3 separate regions of the Mus musculus genome follow, and all the other regions are linked to region 2. Evidence: chromatin contacts called from public Hi-C and Micro-C data. All regions are on one chromosome and are shown on one strand. Each heading gives the region's core, a stretch centred on a gene start, on an enhancer-like site or on the middle of the called end of the contact. The rest is flanking DNA. Distances are from core to core; before and after follow the strand shown.

Region 1 (4,335 bases), core at 1,718-4,217, 190 kb after region 2:
CATTCACACTCCTCAGAAAGGATCACAGGAGGAACAAACAAATAACGTCTGAAGAGGCCAGGGAGAAAAGCTGATTTGACCTAAGGTGGAATGGCTTGGAGGTGATAGTTTTCATGGTGTGTTCCATTGGAACCAGACCCTGGCCGGCGGGCTCCGTAACAGTCCCCCTGGCATGATGGTCCTGTTTTCTTAATACTTCTAGATCTTTCTTCCCTGCCCTTTTATTTGCTGATCAGAACTTCCCCCACGGCTGCTTCTGGGGCTCCAGACATTGCTAGGTGTGCCCTGTGGGAAGACTTTCTCGCCCACCTGCTCATTCCTGCTGGAACACGATGTCGCTCATTTCCAGTTACTGTCTCCAGGTCCCCCTCCACCCTCCACCCTTCAGTTCCACCTGCTCATTCCCAGAGTCAGAAGGGATGTTTTTAAAATATCATTAATTCCATTCTTCCAGCTGGTTTGCTATCTGTGTTCTAATTTTGAAGCCAAGGTCATTAAAAAAAATGCTGACAGATAAAATAATTTGTCATTATGGTTGGATAATGACACACACACATAAGTGTGGCCCAGGTCTCACGTTCTGTTCTAAAGTATATCATGTGGGTTCATTTTTTTTTAACTGGGGACATAGGTAAGTTGGTAGCTCTTGCCTAGTGTTGACAAAGCTCTGGGTTTAATGACCAGCATTGAATCAATTGGGGGTTAGTGTACACCTGTAATCTTAGCACCGGAGAGATGGAGGCAGAAGGATCCGAAGTTCAAGCTCAGCCTAGGCCAAATGTGTGTGTGTGTGTGTGTGTGTGTGTGTGTGTGTGCGTGCGCGCGCATGTGTGTAGAAAGTGTTCAATGGTTCAAAAGTTCAGTGGTTAAGCATTAACTCAGTATGGGGATGGCTCTGGATTCTATTCCCAAAAGTGCAAAATAATCCATTTTTTTCATTCAAAACTCAAAACTAATAAAAAATAAAAGGCAACTCAGTGAGATTATTTCCAAGCCTTTTAAATGCTGGCTGAGGTTGTTTTGGTTGGTTGGTTTAAAATCTATTCTAAAACAGTAACCAAGGCCAGGCCCCTTTAATCCCAGCACTTGGGAGGCAGAGGCAGGGGAATCCTTGAGTTGGAGACCAGCCTGGTCTACAGAGGAAGTTCCAGAACAGCCAGGGCTACACAGAGAAACAATGTCTCGAAAAGCCAAAAGCAACAAAAACAAAACAAAATATTCCCCTCAAAGAAAGAAAGAAAGAAAGAAAGAAAGAAAGAAAGAAAGAAGGAAAGAAGGAAGGAAGGAAGGAAGGAAGGAAGGAAGGAAGGAAGGAAGGAAGGAAGGAAGGAAAGAAAGAGAGAGAAGTCCAAAAAGTCAGAAAAGAAGCTAGGCAAGCAGGGGAAATGAACTGTCGATCCGGTCAGAGATGGAACCCTGGAGAACCCAGAAGGCTGTGCAGTAAACCTCCAAGAGGCTTGCAGAACTCCCCTGGCCTCAAACCTGCCGCATCAGCCTCTCCAGAGGACATTACCCTTCACCAGTCGGCTGTGGGGTGGGGGTGGTGGGATTCCCCTCTGCAGCCCGCAGGAAGTACCCATTCCCATACAGGCCACAGGAGCAGCGTGTCTGGACCAAGAGTTCAAAAAGGAAAAGTAAAGAAAAATGAAAGAGAAGGAAGAGGAAGGGAGGAATTGATGACGAGAGGGGTCAAATTGAAACAAGGCCACCCTTCCCCACGAAACACGGAACACCAGAAGCTGATGCCACAAGGGTAAGGAAAGGAAGGAGAGCAAGCAACCGGGTTCTGTGAGTCCAAGTTTCTCAGGGTACTTTGCTTTCTTAAAAATAGTAAATAAATAGGAATCCAAGATAAGGCATGTTTGTGGGGGGCGGGGGGAGGGGGACGGGGACGGGCAGGGGCGGGGGTGTTGGTTATCACGTAATCTAGCAATTCCGATTCTGGGCATATCACCAAAGGCAGTGGAAGCAGGGACTCAGGAGTTTGAGCATCCCGTTAAGGAAGCCGATAAAGAAGCCAGCCAAGTTCAGTGAGTGAATAAGAAAATGTGGTAGAGGAAGAAGGGAGGATTACTTGATCTTAAAAATAGGGCTGGGCCGGGCGGTGGTGGCGCACGCCTTTAATCCCAGCACTTGTGAGGCAGAGGCAGGCGGATTTCTGAGTTCGAGGCCAGCCTAGTCTACAAAGTGAGTTCCAGGACAGCCAGGACTATACAGAGAAACCCTGTCTCGAAAAACAAAACAAAACAAAACAAAACAAAACAAAAGGGCTAAAGAGATCGCTTGGTGGATAAAAGTGCACGTCCTTCTAGCCGGATGACCTGGGTTTTATCTCCAGAACACAGCAGGAGAGAACCAACTCCTAACACTTGTCCTCTGACCTCCACAAGTGCACATCTGTAAGCTCAGCTACCCTCCCAATGCACCCAACACACAGGAGCCAGAGCCATGACGCATCAATTAAGAGTTCTTATTTGAGTTCCCAAGCTCAGCTCCCAACACGGCGATAGGAACCTTACTGACACCTATAACTCTACCTCCAGGGGATCTGACGCCCTCTTCTGGCCCCTGACGGTACCTGCACTCACATGCTCATACCCACACTCGGACACACACATTTAATTACTGTTTATATCTGGCTGTAATTTCAAAAATTAAACACAACATGGGGCCAGACTTGGTTAACTATGCTCAGGTGTGGTTGAAGGTTACTGAGGATACTGTCTCAGTCTGTAAAATCATGACGGCCGAGATCGGTGCCCAGTGTGTACTTGAGGCCACAGCAATCTACTGAGCTAGCTTAAGAAAGGCTCCAGAGAACCTGGCATCTCCCCAGGACCTGCTGAGGGCCGGCTGGCAGGCCTCAGAGTCCACATTACATAACCATCGCGCTGCCAGCTTCCAGAGAGCATTCCAAACAACCGAGGTGAGCTGGGATAGGCTCCAGGCCCAGGACAGTCAACCGGTCTACGGATGCTGAGGGGGGCGGGGCCGCCTTTCGAATCCCCAGCGCTACTATTTGCTAGCCGAGCAACACAGCTTTTCTCTTAGATCTGAGTTGACTCAAACATTATTTCGAAAGCGGAGTTATCTTTTATCTTTTCCTTCTTTTTTTTTTTTTCCGTATTCTACTGGAAAAACAAAACAAAAGCAACAATAGAAAAACAAACAAACAACAACAACAAAAAACAACCCATGACTCCAACAAGAGAAAAATTCAGCCGGCAATGGCTCTTTGGAACCGAAGCTTTTCTCCTCTGATCTGTGGTTCTAGCCCCTTTCCTCCACCAGCAAGTTGTTTGGTGATCCTGTACAAGGGCTAGGGACAGGAAAGCATTTTCCTAGGGGAAATCACTTGAGCTCTGGAGGCTGACCCTAGAGTCCATGGGTCTGAACTCTGGCCAAGCATCTAAATAAAATGTCACGCTCCTCCACCCTCACATCAGCAGCCCCGGCGGAGCTGCTTACACTTGGCCTAGAAAGTTAGTCCTGACGGTTCACCGTGAAGTCCAGAGTTTGGCAGCTGACAAAACGTAAACTTTCCCCTCTTCAGATTTTGCAATTAACAGTCCCACCTAAAGTCCAGTCACTCCAGAAGAGCCGAGGGAAGCACCTCGTTGTGTGTGTGTGTGTGTGGGGGGCATCCTGGGAGCTCGGGTGCAGCCAGAGAAAACTCACACTTGTTTTGATGGTGTGAGTTTGCAAAACAGGAATGTCTCCAGATCAGAACAATGGGCTCTTTATCCATGGTGGTCAGGAGGAGTTTAACTTAATGGTGTGATTTTTTTTTTTAAAATGTATTTGTATATGGAAAAGTTGTAAGTAGCATTCTTTTTTTTTAATATTTATTTATTCATTTATTATTTGTAAGTACACTGTAGCTGTCTTCAGACATTCCAGAAGAGGGCATCAGATCTCATTACAGATGGTTGTGAGCCACCATGTGGTTGCTGAGATTTGAACTCAGGACCTTTGGAAGAGCAATTGGTGCTCTTACCGGCTGAGCCATCTCACCAGCCCCGTAAGTAGCATTCTTAATCTATAGTGTTTCCCACCCATACGCCCATTGAAGAATGAGTTGTACAAGCTACTGGTGTAGTTCAGTGGTAGAGTATTGATCTAGCACTCTCAAGGTACTTTGAGCTCTAGCATATAAGTAAATAACTCAATGTATAGCAGTCTACCTCAGAGCATGCCCTTTCTGGCACACTGCATGAGAGATAATAGAAATTTCCTTAATGTTCCTTCCTGCCCACAGCTACCACTCTAAATGCTTAGGTGCCCATAAGTCAACTCTTCCTCAGTGTGTGAGGACTGAGAACACACACTCCCTGT
Region 2 (3,833 bases), core at 127-2,626:
GAACAGAGGTAGAGAAAATCAGGTTGGTGCAAGTCCACCTAACTGTCATCAACTATTGTATTCCTATGCAGAAACTGCCAAATTAGTAGACAGCCCCAAGTTTGAAGGGAAGTTTAAACCAACAGTATAGGGGATTGTTGGCAACCTGTCCCCAAAACAATAAAACACTTGGGTAACTTTTTTTTTCCTGAATAACTTAGTTTTTCGGTTGTTCCTGTTGTTTTTACGTACACTGGTGTTTTGTTTGCTTGTATGTCTGTGTGAGGGTGTTAGATCCCGTTGTTACAGTTGTGAGCTGCAATGTGGGTGCTGGGAATTGAACCCCAGTCCTCCGGAAGAGCAGCCAATACTCTCTCCAGCCCTTGCAGATGGATAACTTTTTTAATGACACAAGAAACTGTTCAGGGGCATTGGTGGTGGTGGCACACGCCTTTAATTCCAATGCATCTCTATGAGTTCGGTTTACAGAGTCAGGACAGCCAGGGCTACACAGAGAAACCCTGTTTCGAAAACCCAAAATACTAACCAAAATGACGACAACAACAACAAACTTCAAAACTCCAGCTTAAAAAACGTGCTTTGTAGATGATTGCTATAACAAGGCTCTACGTATGCTTGTTGAGCCGGGAATCAGGCTGCAAAGCGGGTGAGACTGCGACTTTCACAGTGTGATGCAGAACTGTCCAATCTTTCTAGGACACCAAGAAATCCCTGCCTCTTCCCACCATCCGACTCACCCCGCCCCCGGGACCCCAAGGAGCGGAGGATGTCCTGGAGAACACACATTTTCAACCTGTCAGTGTCATGCAAGCTGCTGGGTGACAGACGTGGTCCCCTCGGCCAGGCTCTGTCCCCGGGGAAAGGGGAGGCACAGGTCCCCAGCTCATCCCATGTGCACCCAGACACCGCCGCACGTCACTCGGAAATACGCCGGTCCTCACTACTGACAAACAACTTCTGAACCTCATGCGGCGTCCCGCCGACTCTGTCGCACCCCGGGTCTCTGTCACGCCCGCTCCCGGCTTTCCTTCCCAAGTGTGAGAAACTCAAGCCTCCCGCCCCCGGCTTCGGACAGAGGCGAGACACCTGCCGGCCAGCCCCACCGTCCTCACCTTGTAAAGGACGACGGTCCTGCCGCTGTCCGTCACTAGGAACTGGTCGGCTTTGTCAGTCTGCTCTACACCTAGGAATCCCTCAGGCCCGGCGCCTAAGACTCCAGTAGACAACGTGAATTCTTCTTCCAGGGTTGCCATTTTGGGTTGGCCTACAGCCCGGGCATGCTTCCCGGCAGCCTTTGTGCTTCCTCTCGCGAGAGCGACCGACACCAAGGAGGAAAATCAGCTCGAGCAGAACTGCGACCCCTGGCGGGCGGAAGAGGAGGAGGCGAACACCGCCCAGTGGGTGGAGTCTAGACCACGTGCGAACGCTCAAGACCCTCGAGGCCACGCCTCCCGGCTAGTAGAGACAGAAATCGCTGAGTCGGCTCCCTTGCCCTCTTGTTTCACCTCTTGGAAGGTGAGAGATAAGTTTAAAAACGGCCTGATATAAAAAAAAACATATTTTAAAAATATGCTAGTGAACTCTAAAAAGTCCTACCACAATATGCCAGAAGGGAAAAATATTAACCTGCAGATGGCAGTTAAGGTTCTGTTTCAAAATGCCTAATCTCGCTTACCCTAACCCTCCAGAGACGGCTAGTTCGTGGGCATTTATTTTAACTATCGTTTTTGGTGCTGGTAGAGAAATCTTTTCCAGATTATCAGAATGTACAACTCTTTTGATTAAAAAAACAACAAAACAAAACAAAAACCCGAAATCTAGCTGGGCGTGGCGGCACATGCCTTTGATCCCAGCACTCTGGAGACTGAGGCAGGGGGATCTCAGTAAATTCGAGATCAATTTGGTCTACATAGAATTCTAGGCCAGCCTTAGCTACACAGAAAGACTGACTATCTTTTTTTTTTTAAGTTTTTATTTATTATTATACATAAGTACACTGTAATTGTCTTCAGATGTGCCTGAAGAAGGTGTCAGGTCTCATTACGATGGTTGTGAACCACCATGTGGTTGCTGGGATTCGAACGCAGGACCTTTGATAGAGCAGTCAGTGCTCTTAGCACTGAGTCATCTCGCCAGCCCCAAGACTGACTGTCTTTAAAGGTTTTTTGTTTTATCTTTTTTTTTTTTTTTTTTGGTTTTATGAAACAGGGTTTCTCTGTATAGCCCTGGCTGTCCTGGAACTCACTCTGTAGACAAGGCTGGCCTTGAAATCAGAAATCTGCCTGCCTCTGCCTCTCAAGTGCACCACCATGCCAGGCTTGTTTTATTTATATGAGTCCACTACAGCTGTCTTCAGAGACACACTAGAAGAGAGTGAATCAAATCCCATTACAGATGGTTGTGAGCCACCATGTGGATGCTGGGAATTGAACTCAGGACCTCTGGAACAGCAGCCAGTGCTCTTAACCTCTGAGCCATCTCTCCAGCCCTAAGACTGTCTTTAAGAACAAACAAAAAAAGAAACTTAGCAGGACTTGCCCAGCCCTTGGCAGGCTGAGGCAGACTGATCGACAGGTTGGCAGCCAGCCTTGGCTCCTGGGAGATGCATTCACAGAATGAAATCAACAGTGCTCTGTGCTCACGTTAGCCATGCTTCCATTAACCTCAGTATGGGTGAAGAATCACACAAGTTTCATTTCTGAAGATTCCCCCACTCTCTGACAGACAGCTAAGGCCAGGACAGTTTACTGCTTGTATAATTTGGAGGTGGGGCTTGTGAATTTTACAGGTTGCAGCTTACTTAGACTTGAAAATTTTGTTTACTTCCTGAGTCTCCTAGATCTTGCACCTCCTTCTTCCCTCCTAGGAAGCATTCAGAGGCACTACTGCAGTTTGAGCAAACTGTTGCACAATGTATGCATATGTCTATACACATATATACATACATACACACATTGTTTCTGTTTTGTTTTGTTTTGTTTGAAATGGGGTATTCTGTACTCTAGGCTGGCCTGGAACTTACCTGGTAATATGTATCACTAGGCCCTTGTTTATTTGTATCTGTATCCACCACCAGCACTATCTTGTGTCTGGACCTGGTTGGTCAGGACCTGATAGACGACCTCATGATACCTCATAAGATCCTGACTGAGCCAGGCTACAGCTTTACTACCACAGCTGAGACAGAAGTTGTAGGTGACATTAAGGAGGGGCTCTGCCATGTTGCCCTGGATTTTGAGCAAGAAATGACTACTGTTGCATCCTCCCCTTCCTTGGAGAAGAGCTATGAGTTGCCTGATGGGCAGGTAATCACTGTTAACAATGAGTGATTATGGTGTCCAGACGGGACTCTTTCAACCTTCCTTCCTGGACATGGAGTCCTGTGGCATCCATAAGACTCCCTTCAACTCCCTCATGACATGTGGTGGTACCACCCTGTATTCAGGCAATGCTGACAGGATGCAGAAGGAGATTACAGCCCTAGCACTTGGCACAACAAAAATTAAGATCATTACCATCCCTTAGCGCAAATCCTCAGGCTGGACTGATGGCTCCATCTTGGCCTCACTGTCTACCTTCCAGCAGATGTGGATCAGCAAGTATGAGAACTCTGTCCGTGTCCCCTCCCCGCCCCCATCATCCACCGCAAATTCTTCTAGATGGACTGAGCAGGTGTCAGGTATCTGCTGCATGGGCTGAAGTATCGACCGGCCCAGGCAAATGTACACACCTCATGCTAGCCTCATGAAACTGGAAGAAGCCTTGGAAAAGAAATTTGTCCTTGAAACTTATATCTGATATCAGTACTGAATCGTAGAATTTGTTGCTGATTT
Region 3 (4,193 bases), core at 119-2,618, 230 kb after region 2:
GGGATGGGGGGACACCCCTGCAACTCACCAGCTGGGAGGTGAAAACAGGGGATCAGTGGTTCCAGGCCTGCCTGGGCTACGTAGAAACTTCAAGGTCAGCCTGGGCTACACTTTATTTATTGTGTATGTAGGCCCTAGGGATCGACAGCCTGTCATGTGTAAGGCTTGCCAGCAAGTGCCCATCCATACCCACTGAGCCATCTTGTAACCCTAAATGCCTTTGGAGGCTGGGGGATTAAAAGAGGGTTTCTCTGTGTAGCCCTGGTTATCCTAGCATTTATTCTATTTACCAGGCTATCCTCAAACTCAAGCGATCCCCCTGCCTCTGCCTCTGCCTCTGCCTCCCGAGTGCTGCACACCACTGCACAGCAACTACATCATTTTATACAACTAATTTATCCTGGTAGGGTCAGGAGTGGAGGTATGTACCTACAATCCCAGCATGACGTAGGCAAATTCAGAAGGATAGGGAGAATAGACTAGCTTTAGCTCTATACTGAGTTGTGGTCCAGCCTGAGCTACATGAGATCCTACTCAAACACCCATGGGAATTTAGAAAAGAAAAGAAAAGAAAAGAAAAGAAAAGAAAAGAAAAAGATCAAGATGAGAGAGGTTGTTCAGTTATTTACAATCATAGGAAATAATGTTCTTGGAGCCTGTAATGAAGTTTCTAGAACAAGCTCACAAAAATATCAGCTTGTATTCTAGAAAATACACTAGAGACCTTCCTTTCTCAGGAACACCCTGCTGGCTTCCTGAGTACAGCAGATAGCCACTTCCCGGGGAGGGCTAATCCTCCTCTGATAGGTGTGGTGAAGCTTGCTAAAACCCAAGCTAAAACCCATCCAGGCTGAGGGAAAGAGACCTGTGTGCTGTGCTGGGCAGTGGTGGTACACGCCTTTGATCCCAGCACTTGGGAGGCAGAGACAGGTGAATTTCTGAGCCTGGTCTACAGAGTGCTTTCCAGGACAGCCAGGGTTATACAGAGAAACCCTGTCTCGAAAAACCAGAGGGAGAGAGAGAGAGAGAGAGAGAGAGAGAGAGAGAGAGAGAGAGAGAGAGAACGAGCTATGTAATGACACCTGAAATAAACACAGTCGTTAGCAAGGAAGCCAGAAACTGAATACCAAGGAAGAAAAGTTTGTCATGGTGGTGATACTTAGGACACCATCCTCATTGACACAGGTGTGAGGCTGCATCTGCATGCTTGCAATTCTATGGTATGCAGTGCTGAGGGTCCAGGGGACAGGGAAGGAAGCATCCATTTCTGGGGGCTGAGATGCAGCTCAGCAGCAGACTGCCTGCTTAGCATGCCCCACACCCTGGGTTGGACACTCATGTTTTACAAATTACCCTGTAACTAAACAGAAGCACGTGAGGTCTATTTTAAGAGGATTCTTTCCTTATTCTCGGCCTGCTGCTCCGTGCCCGAGTCTTCATTAGTATCTCTCGCCAAAACCACAATTTGAAAACTGCAAGCTCACTGCTGCAAACTTACTGGATGATCAAGGAATATTTTCTAGAGCCAAATCACCATGCAAGCTAGGACCCTGTCAAAAATAAGGGTCAGCAGAGGCTGATGGGATAGAAAAGAATGGGGGAGGGTGGTACAGGGAGGACACAGATAGAAAAGCTGGAGATATGATTCCACAGAACCCTGACAGAAATCTCCATGGAGCCAGACATGGTGGCACACACCTGTGAAGCAACTGAAAGGTTAAGATGGGAGACTCAGTTGAAGATCAGCCTTGGTTACAGAGGGTTCAAGTCCACCCTGAGCCATAAGAGACCTCAAAAACGTACAACCCTCCCCAGCCCCACACAAAACCAACCCAACAAAACATCATTAAAGGGATAGTTTAGCATAAAACAGAAATAAATAATGAACTTCTTCCAACAGTAAGTCTTGTCTCACAACGCACTAGACAGAGTTAATGATCCAGAAAAAAAAGTCACCACTGAAGAAGTCTTGCAGACTGAAGTCTTTTATAAGCTTGACTGCTGTGCCTCTGAAGGGTGGCTCTCCTTTGGATGAAGAGCAGAAGGCCAGTGAGAGGGCTCTGGGGGTAAAGGCACTTGCTACCAAGCCCAAGGGACTGAGTTTGATCCTGGGGCCCCAAATGCTGGAAGATAACTGACCCCTGAAAATTGTCCTCTGGTCGTCACGTTAGAACTTGTGCGTGTGCACGCACACAGACATACATACTGTGTATGCACACACAGGCGCACATACACACATGCATACATGCACACACATGTGTGTACACACACACACAACAAAAAATGTAAATTTAAAAACGACTTGTTGAGGGCTAAGGACAGAGCTCAGTGGGTAGAGTGCATGAAGCTGGAATTCCTGCCCCACACCCCTCCCCCAGCACCAAATAAGCCAGACCGTATGGTAAGGACTGGAGTTCAAAGTCATCCTTGACTATGTAAAGTTAGACCCAAGCCTGGGCTACAAGAGCTATCGTCACAAAGCACCAAACCAACAACTGACAATCAGTCTCTGTACTTAAGGTTTTTTGACAATGATACTGATTGATGAACAAACATTTATTCATCAAACCCAAGAAAATGACAAAGAAAAAGGGGCTGGAGAGATGGCTCAGCAGTTAAGAGCATTGACTGCTCGTCCAGAGGTCCTGAGTTCAATTCCCAGCAACCACTTGGTAGCTCACAACCATCTGTAATGAGATCTGGCACCCTCTCCTGGCGTGTCTGAAGACAGCTACAGTGTACTCACATATAATAATAAATAAATCATATATATATATATATATATATATATACACACATATACATATGTATATATATATAGTTAAAAAATCAGCTATGATCCATTCCGAGACTGTGTAAGACATGGTCTCACTAGCTGTAAGCACTGCATATCCCTGGATCCTCTAACACAGACGGACACACTCTAAAGGGAATGCTGACTCTCCCAGACACTGTGTCACAGGGAGGGAAACTATCCAAAGCCTGGATGAACAAGTGTCACATCAGACGCCCAAGCATCCGTCAGGCGCTCTTGATTACGAAGACGGGTGAATTGATTTCCTCCCGCCCGCCTTGCTCACACGAAGGAAGGGATCAATCCTCCCTCCCCCGTCTTCAAGACAAGCCTTTGATTCCGCCATTAACATTTTCCACAAAGCCTCAATCAAATCAGATTATATATTTGCCTGGAATTTTGCTGCCGAGTGTTAAATATGATTTATTTTTAGCTGTGTGGGTGATGGGAGTTGTGTTAACAGGCCCCGGTGAGAATAATCAGTTGGCAGCCAAGCCTGAGGTGCAGCCTGTATTCGCATGGAAGGAAGACTGGGGAAGATGGCAGACAGCTTCACACCCCCTTGGAAAGAGGAATACTAAAGAAGTGTGTGGCTGCACAGCAGAGAAATAAAGCAAACAGTCTCAAAAAGCTGGACCTCGAGGATTTATATCAATCAGCAAGCCCGAGTCCAGGGCAAGCCATGTTGTCTCTTTTGGGGTAAGGGATGGGATGACATCCCCAAATACACAGGATTCAAGGCCCTTCCTTCGGTTTGCTACAAGCTTGGAACTCATAACAAGTGGCAAAAAATAAATTTAGAATAGAAAGAATGTGAGGAGAGGCATAGGTGGTATACAGTAGGTATATATACACTCAGTAGGTTTAGAGCGAGAACTGGCTAGTCAGTAGACTGCTTACCTAATACGCGTAGTGCCCTGGATTCCAGCCCCAGCATGAGTCACCTGGCAAAACAAATGTAGCTGCTAACACTAACACCTGTAACCCCAGCAAGGTGGAAGCAGGAAAAGTACAAGTTCAAAGTTATCCTCCGCTACACAGGCAGTTTGAGGGCCACTCTGGGATGCACGAGACACATCTCAGAAATATTTTTAAGAGAGAGAAATGGTTGGGGAGGTAAAGAGACTCACCACTGAGCCCGATGACCGGAACCCACATGGCGGGAGAGAACTGACTCATGGAAGTTGTCTGACCTCTGACCTCCGCACAGGAGCTGAGGCTCCAGAGTGGAGAAGAGGAGAACTCAATTCACTATCAGGGAATTCATCTCAACACCGATTTATTAAGAAATATGTGCCACTTCTGTGCAAATTAGGTAGGTCTGTTTGTTTTATGACAGGGTCCCAAGTAGCCTAGGCTAATCTCATACTCGCTATGTTATAGTTTGGGGTTAAATTCT

The links. Hi-C and Micro-C count contacts between places; a contact is called where the count stands out from the background.
Region 1: a Hi-C map of muscle stem cells shows a contact between it and region 2, with 2.1 times the contacts expected there. The contact joins the enhancer-like site here to the promoter of Nol11 in region 2. A contact is called at or near these places in 5 of 39 promoter capture datasets (embryonic stem cells, liver, macrophages and 1 more), 1 of 484 Hi-C or Micro-C datasets (muscle stem cells), 3 of 115 datasets of contacts at active chromatin or transcription factors (effector CD8 T cells, embryonic stem cells and memory CD8 T cells) and 4 of 9 other capture datasets (adipose tissue, liver, macrophages and 1 more).
Region 3: a contact with region 2 is called in a Micro-C map of the G1E-ER4 cell line, with 5 times the contacts expected there. The contact joins the enhancer-like site here to the promoter of Nol11 in region 2. A contact is called at or near these places in 8 of 39 promoter capture datasets (the 3T3-L1 cell line, the C10 cell line, cranial neural crest and 4 more), 2 of 484 Hi-C or Micro-C datasets (the G1E-ER4 cell line and embryonic stem cells), 6 of 115 datasets of contacts at active chromatin or transcription factors (astrocytes, effector CD8 T cells, embryonic basal ganglia and 2 more) and 2 of 9 other capture datasets (adipose tissue and liver).

What each region holds. Positions count from the first base shown.
Region 1 is chr11:107,376,749-107,381,083 of GRCm38.p6, forward strand. The region is part of intron 1 of Pitpnc1 (phosphatidylinositol transfer protein, cytoplasmic 1); the gene reads right to left. Among named protein-coding and RNA genes, the nearest start is that of Gm11713, 31 kb to the right of the region's middle. Within about 2 kb of position 2,968, at least 33 of the 459 cell types and tissues checked have an H3K27ac peak or open chromatin away from gene starts, as enhancers often do. A contact at or near this core is called in adipose tissue, liver and muscle stem cells, where this site is marked.
Region 2 is chr11:107,188,005-107,191,837 of GRCm38.p6, forward strand. Nol11 (nucleolar protein 11) reads right to left here and starts at 1,377. Exons shown (of 18, transcript NM_133702.3): 1 at 1,113-1,377. The coding sequence starts at 1,253. It overlaps Gm39425 (a long non-coding RNA gene), which reads left to right and starts at 1,323. Exons shown (of 3, transcript XR_880257.3): 1 at 1,323-1,515. It also overlaps the pseudogene Gm11718.
Region 3 is chr11:107,421,158-107,425,350 of GRCm38.p6, forward strand. The region is part of intron 1 of Pitpnc1 (phosphatidylinositol transfer protein, cytoplasmic 1); the gene reads right to left. Among named protein-coding and RNA genes, the nearest start is that of Gm11714, 5.0 kb to the right of the region's middle. Within about 2 kb of position 1,369, at least 36 of the 459 cell types and tissues checked have an H3K27ac peak or open chromatin away from gene starts, as enhancers often do. A contact at or near this core is called in the G1E-ER4 cell line, astrocytes, memory CD8 T cells and 1 more, where this site is marked.